2 separate regions of the Rattus norvegicus genome follow, and region 1 is linked to region 2. Evidence: chromatin contacts called from public Hi-C data. All regions are on one chromosome and are shown on one strand. The core of a region is the stretch at or near the end of the contact, and the rest is flanking DNA. Distances in the headings are between cores, read along the strand shown. Region 1 has its middle 140 kb from the start of Tfcp2l1. Region 2 overlaps Clasp1 (cytoplasmic linker associated protein 1).

Region 1 (3,118 bases), core at 543-3,042, 190 kb after region 2:
GCTTTGAGTAGCTCACTCTGTGTGCGAGGGCTGTCTGGCTAGCTGAAGTCAGAAGAAGGCCAGCGAATGAGGAGCTTCTGAGGGTATCGATATGGAGCAAGCTGGCTCTGGGACTGCCCACAGTACCCCAGTGAGGAAGCACTGAGAAATCTCCCTCGGGGTGGGGGACCCCAGGAGAGAGAGGGTGCTTACCCCTCTGAGCCTACCTCTGCAAAAGATGCGTTCTTTGGGAGAGTTGACTACTGAATGGTTACTGCTGACATCCATAACTGGTCCACATGCTCAGGATACGTGACTGCTCAGCCCTAAGCCCATCTATAGCTGCATCACGTTCTCCAGGGTTCAGGGACATTGTGGAAGAGGAGGAGGAAAGACTGTAAGAGGTGGAGAAGGGGTGAAATGCTGGGGAATGTGGTCTTATGAATGTGACACAGGCTTTGTGCCCTTGAACTCACGTGAACTCTGATTACCTGCACAAGAATTACCAAGATCAGGCCTGTCTAGTTTTGTACAGACTTGACATAATCTGGAGTCATCGGAGCTGAGGGAGCCTAAGTTGAGAATATGCCTCCAAAGATGGCAGTGTAGGAAGCCTCGATAACTGATGGGGGAGGGCCCAGCTCATTCTTGGGCCAACCCTGAACTGGTGGTTCTGGGTTCTATAAAAAAGCAGACTGAGCAAACATTGGAGAGCAAATCAGTGGGCAGCACCCCTCCATGACTTTTGCATCAGTTCCTGCCCTGATGTGTGAGCAAAATAAATCCTTTCCTCTCCAAATTGCTTTTGGTCATGGTGCTTCCTCACAGCACTAACAACCTGAAGACAGGGCCCATCACCATAAAACAGAAGAAGGCTTGTAAGGCCTCACCCCTTTCTGAGGAACCACAGGCAGTTAGCAGTTACTACAGGACAGACATTGTCTGTAAATACCCCTCACTCGTGCTTCTGTAAGTAATCCTAATTAAACTCGCTGGTTCACTCTCAAAATGGCATGAAACAAGAAGACTAGGTGGGAAGAAGAGGCCAGCAGGCGTGGGAGGGGACAAGAGAACGTGATCAAAATTCAGTCCGAATTTGTATGAGAACATCATAATGCAATCTATTCCTGTGTATAATTCATAGGAAACTTAGAAATATTATTGGATAGAGCACCAGAGAGATGGCTCAGCCAGTAAAAGTGAACGGAGAGAACCTGCTTCACAAGGTTGTCCTCTGATCTGTACACGGGTATACACCCACGTACTATACACCACACACACACACACACACACACACACACACACACACACACACACACACACCGATGCACACAATAATAATAATAATGACGACATTAAAATCTTAGTGACAGATCTGAAGGCTGAGGGCTACAGATTTGCACCACCCAGCCCTAAGCTGGCTCCCTAGTGAGTCCATCATCCCGCCCCCAGGCCTCATTAATATGACACTTGCATCCTCTGTTTCCAGGTGGCGAACACATGGAAGTCATCTGCCCCGCACGGTGCCCTACTTTTCCCAGTGATGATTTTCTGACACCACAGAGAAGAGCAGGAAACATCTACTTTCAAGGTCTCACTTTGTGATCAACCCTGTCCCTAGGCCAGACAGGACAAACCCGGATGGCCTCTGTGCCCACCAATGCCACCTCCTAGAGTAACAAAGGGGAGAGTATCCAACTGTGCATCGGACTCCTGCAGAAAGCCAAGTGCTTTTCTTCCAAGAGAGCAGTCAGCTCAGCCTGGGAGACTCATCTCTCCAAACTGAATGCTCCTTGCACCCTACCTCATTTCTGGCCATATACTACCCTCTGCTGGCAAGACAGAGTCTACATGTAAGAGGACTAAAGGAGAGCCGTGGGAACTTCCACAGCTGCTTCATCTGTTAAGACAACACACATGGCGGTGTGATGGCTGATGCAGATTTCTCATGCACCTCTCTATGAGTGGGTGATGTGTGTGCATCTGTGTTTGCATGTTTGCTTGTGTGTGGGTGTACGTGTGTTTGCAGGTTCTAGTCAGCCTGTGTCAGCAGCAAGCAGAGGTTGAGGTTGGATATTTTCTTTGATCGTTCTTCACTTTACATATGAGGCAAGGTCCTTCACAATCCCAGAGTTTGCCAGTTCATCTAACTCACCAGCTTGCTTGGGGGTTCTCATCTCTGTCTTTCGAGCTGTGAGATTACAGGTGGGCTGTCACCCCAGACAAGTATATGAGAATTACATGTGCATGCCACCACATCTGACTTAAAAAATGAAGCCTTTGAAACAACGTAAAAGTCGCATCTATATGTGTGTGTGCATGTGCATGTGTGTATGTGCATGTGTGCATGTGCATGTGTATGCATGTGTGTGTGCATGCATGTGTGCATGTGTGTATATGCATGGGTATGGGCATGTGTGTGTGCGTGCATATGTGTGTGCGTGCATATGTGTGTATGTGCATGTGTGTGTTTGTGCATGTGTGTGTGCATGTGTGTGTGCATGTACATGTGTGTATGTGTATGTGCACGCACACATGCGTGTGGTTTCATGGACTTATATGTACACCACATACATACATGTTCCTGTGGAAGCAGAGAGGGCACTGGATCTCCTGGAACTGGAGCTGTAAGTTGCCTGATACCCCTGTGCTGGGAACTGACCTGGATTATCTGCAAGAGCAGCCAGCTTTTAACCACTGAGCTTGCTCTCAGGACCCCAACACCCAGCTTTTCATGCAGTCACCGAAGTGAACAGTCAGGTCAGCCTAGATCCTCCTGCTTTCAGAGTGTATCGGTTACCTTCCTGTTGCTGTGAAGAAACACCATGACCACGTCCAGTTACAGAGGCTTGGGTTAATGGTTCCAGAGGGAGAAGAGTCCATCGTGATAGGAAGCATCTTGGCGAGCAGCGGGATAGCAGCTGGAGTATGGAGCTGAGACACCACATCTTCAACCCCAAACACAAGCAGACAGCAGTCTGTGAGGGGGCAGGCCCTGCCCCAGTGACCACCTCCTAAAGGTTCTGCAACCTTCCCAACAGCTCCAGCAGCTGATGCCCAGGTATTCAAACATGTAGAGCTATGGGAGACATTTCTCATTCAAACCACCACCCACAGCAAGCTTTCTCAACTATCTTCA
Region 2 (3,352 bases), core at 711-3,210:
ATTGAGTTTCACCTGCAGATGTGTTCAGGGATCGTGTTTCCTTTTGTTAGGTGCCAAGGCCAGGCTTTGAGTTGGTGTGTGTTGTCGGAACTCTCCTAATACAGCTGATAGGTGCTTTCTTCCATTTACCAGGAAAGATAGATTCTGTCTGGACCAGTTTTGCAGTGCTGGGTGCATTAGCTTCCGTCTGTGAGAGTGAGCTCAGGGCTGTTGCTGTCGCCAGCATTAAAGAGTACTTGGATCATTGCATCCTCCAGTGGGCAGAGATACGACTAGTCCCATGGCAGTCTCCAAGGGAGCAACTTAGTAAATTCTGGTTGTTTTTAACTTAGAGGAAATTTGCTTCTTGTGCAATGCATGGCTTGGCAGTGTTGCCATTAGGAAGGGATCTGACCAGTGGACACCTTGTTACATTAAAGAACTAATAATGCTGTTGCTTGGTTCTGTACAGCCAAGGATTGTTGGAGTGTACCGAACTCCTTGGCTAGCTCAGGACTTTCTATAAGTGAGTTAGCCTACAGCATCTTGTCTTTCCTTGAATACTGTATTAATAACTTTTCTATTGCTGTGATAAAAATATCATGACCAAGGAACTTAAGGAAGACTTAATTTGGGCTTATGGTTGGCTCCAGAGGGATCATGGCAGAGAGGCATAGCAGCAAGTGGCAGGCATGACAGTGGAGAGCTGAGCTTCAATTGTGAACATAAAGCAGAGTGGACAAACTAGGCTGAGACCATAAACACTCAAAGCCTACCCCAAGAGATGTCCTTCAACAAGGGCACCCCTCCTGAACCCACCAAACAGTGCCACCAGTTCGGGGACCAAATGGTCAAATATCAGAGCCTGTGTGGGACATTCTCATTCAAACTACTAAATTCCACTCCCTGACCCCCCCCCCATAGACTTATAGCCATATGATGATACAAAATGTGTTTTACCCAATTTCAAAGCTCCCATAGTCTTCTCAATCTAAAGCCTAGTCTCTTGTGAGACTCTAGGCAATCAATCTCTTAACTGTAACTCCCTGTAAAACCAAAGGGCAACTTATGTATTTCCAACATATAATGGCACAGAAGAGACATTACCATTTTAGAAGGAAGGGATGGAGTATAATTGGGAAATACTGGGCAAACATAAGACTGAAATCTGGCACAGTAAATGCTGAATCCTCCAGGTCCATTGTATGGGGCTTTCATTTCAAAGGGGTCAGCGTACTCTGCCCTTCCAGCTGTGCTGCCCGTGGCGTCTGTCCCTTCCTTGGGCTGGTTCTCCTTCCTGTGTACAGCTTTCCTTGGCAGTATTTCATGGCTCTGGTATCTCCAATGTCTTGAAGTCTCCACTGTGGACAGCCTTTACTCTCACAGCTCTACGAAATAGCCTCTCGTAGCCGCTTGCTGTCTCCGGGCGTCCCCACCACACACTGTCTGTCTTGAGTGGCTCTGAAACTTGAGGAAGGATCTTCCCCTCTTGCATCTTTCATGCCTCTAAAGCCAGTACCACATGGACAGCCCTACCTAGGCCAGCACAGCAGTGCAGTGAAAGCTTAGCTGGGTGGTCTTGCCCTAGGGCACACTTCCCTTTGTTGCTGTGAATCTGAGAGTCTGGTGAATAGCCTCTGTCTTAGCACAGGTCTTGCCTACAACATGGAGCTTCTCAGCCCGCCTTTCTCTCCATATTGTACTTTCTATTTCTCTCTAACCCATTTGTGTTTCCTTGAAGACTGTTTCAGTAACAGCCATGCTACAGATTCAATGTTTTACCTTGTCTTGAAATTTCCTGAACCAAAGAAATTAGTCCATTACTTTTAAATTTAGCCTCAAGCAGGTTCTTAGGATTAGAGCAATCAGATTCTTTCCCAAAATATCACAGCAACAAGCCAAGTCCTAATACTGTTTCCCTCTGACACCTCTTGAGCTGGGCCAATGCAGTCTACATTGCTCTCCACACCTGCTGTCTTCTGGGATCCTACAGGATGGCTCTGGAGAGCAATAAATCATTTCTCTAGCTCAGCGTTCCAAAGTCTTCCACACACTAGCGTGGCCAGGTTGTTCAGAGCAGTAGCCCAGTCTCTGGTACCTACTTATGTGTTAATATTCTTCTGTGCTATGATGGCACACCATGACCAAGAGAGCATCTAGAAGGTTTATTTAGGTTTACAGTTCCTGAGGGTAAGAGTCCATCATGGTGTGAAGCATAAAAGGAGCAGTCATGGAACCAGGAAGAGAAAGCCGAGAGCTCACATCTTCCAAAGCAAGGGTGATTCAGAGAGCATACTAGAGAGCAGGCAAAGCTTCTTATTGTCAAAGCCCACACCCAGTGACATACTTCCTCCTAATACCCACACCCCAAACAGTGCCTCCAAATAGGGACCAAGTATTGAAATGCCAGAGCCTGTCCTGTAGGAGACAGTCTCACGTAAACTACTCCAAATGCTTTCTCAAAACAAGTGGTGTTTAAACTAAGCTGTTCTGTCTTCAAACTGTCCCTAGTTGATTGTCCCACCATGCTTTGCAGTCGTCCTTGTCTATGCATCCTGTGCTTTTTTTTTTTTTTTTTTTAATGTCTCAGGAAAGATGTGTGGTGTTTTTTCTCATGACACTCTCTGTTGAGTGCCCTTTTCATACATCTAAAGAACATTTGTTGACATAACTGCAGGACACCACACTGTCTTTTTTTTTTTTTTTAAAGCATTTCTGCTTTGTGGTGTATTACTGTTAGTGTCTCAAAGGATAGCAGTTGGCATCACTTTTCCAAAGGGGACAGCTATTGTTTCTAGAAGTGTTTTTCGATGTTCATTCAAGAGGGTGGCTCTCTTTAAGATCTGCCTTAACAAAAGAATCTGGTATTCCCATCAAGCTCCTGGGTTAGGCCACATGGGGTTTGGAGCCCCAGGGGCCCAGTGAGGGTAGGTCTGACTTTGAATCCCAAGCTGTTGTTTTTTGACATAGGGCTTGATTGTTTCTCTGCATTGGATTCTGGTGTGCCTAGCTGGGTCTTGTGAAGTGGTTTGCTTTGCTTCTCAGAAGTGTCTGTAATTCTAGCTTATTGCCATGTGCCTGTTCCTCTAGAGTTTGTACATTTGAGACCAGTAACAAGTAAACTAGCTTTTTTTCATCTTCAAGATAAGAAAGTCACCTTCCACCGTCATCCCCGTGTACATTCGGTCACCTCCGTCACTCCTGCGTTCTCTCATCCTTGTGCTTTTGTTCTCACTGCTTCCTGGGTGCTGGTGCGATGTGTCTGGGACTGGCTGTGACATGCAAGATGGCCAGTGGCAGGCCCTGACAAGAGCTGCCCCCTTGTGTTCCAACTAACTGAAAACCTTACTCTAAATTATGAACCAGCTAGGCC

The links. A called contact is a pair of places that touch in the nucleus more often than the background predicts.
Region 1: a contact with region 2 is called in a Hi-C map of the A7r5 cell line, with 9 times the contacts expected there. The contact joins two enhancer-like sites. A contact is called at or near these places in 9 of 12 Hi-C or Micro-C datasets (the A7r5 cell line, Schwann cells, frontal cortex and 4 more).

Annotation. Positions count from the first base shown.
Region 1 is chr13:32,420,604-32,423,721 of GRCr8, forward strand. No RefSeq gene overlaps it. Among named protein-coding and RNA genes, the nearest start is that of Tfcp2l1, 140 kb to the left of the region's middle. Within about 2 kb of position 1,793, at least 3 of the 93 cell types and tissues checked have an H3K27ac peak or open chromatin away from gene starts, as enhancers often do.
Region 2 is chr13:32,234,236-32,237,587 of GRCr8, forward strand. All of the region lies in intron 36 of Clasp1 (cytoplasmic linker associated protein 1), which reads left to right. Among named protein-coding and RNA genes, the nearest start is that of Tfcp2l1, 51 kb to the right of the region's middle. Within about 2 kb of position 1,961, at least 3 of the 93 cell types and tissues checked have an H3K27ac peak or open chromatin away from gene starts, as enhancers often do.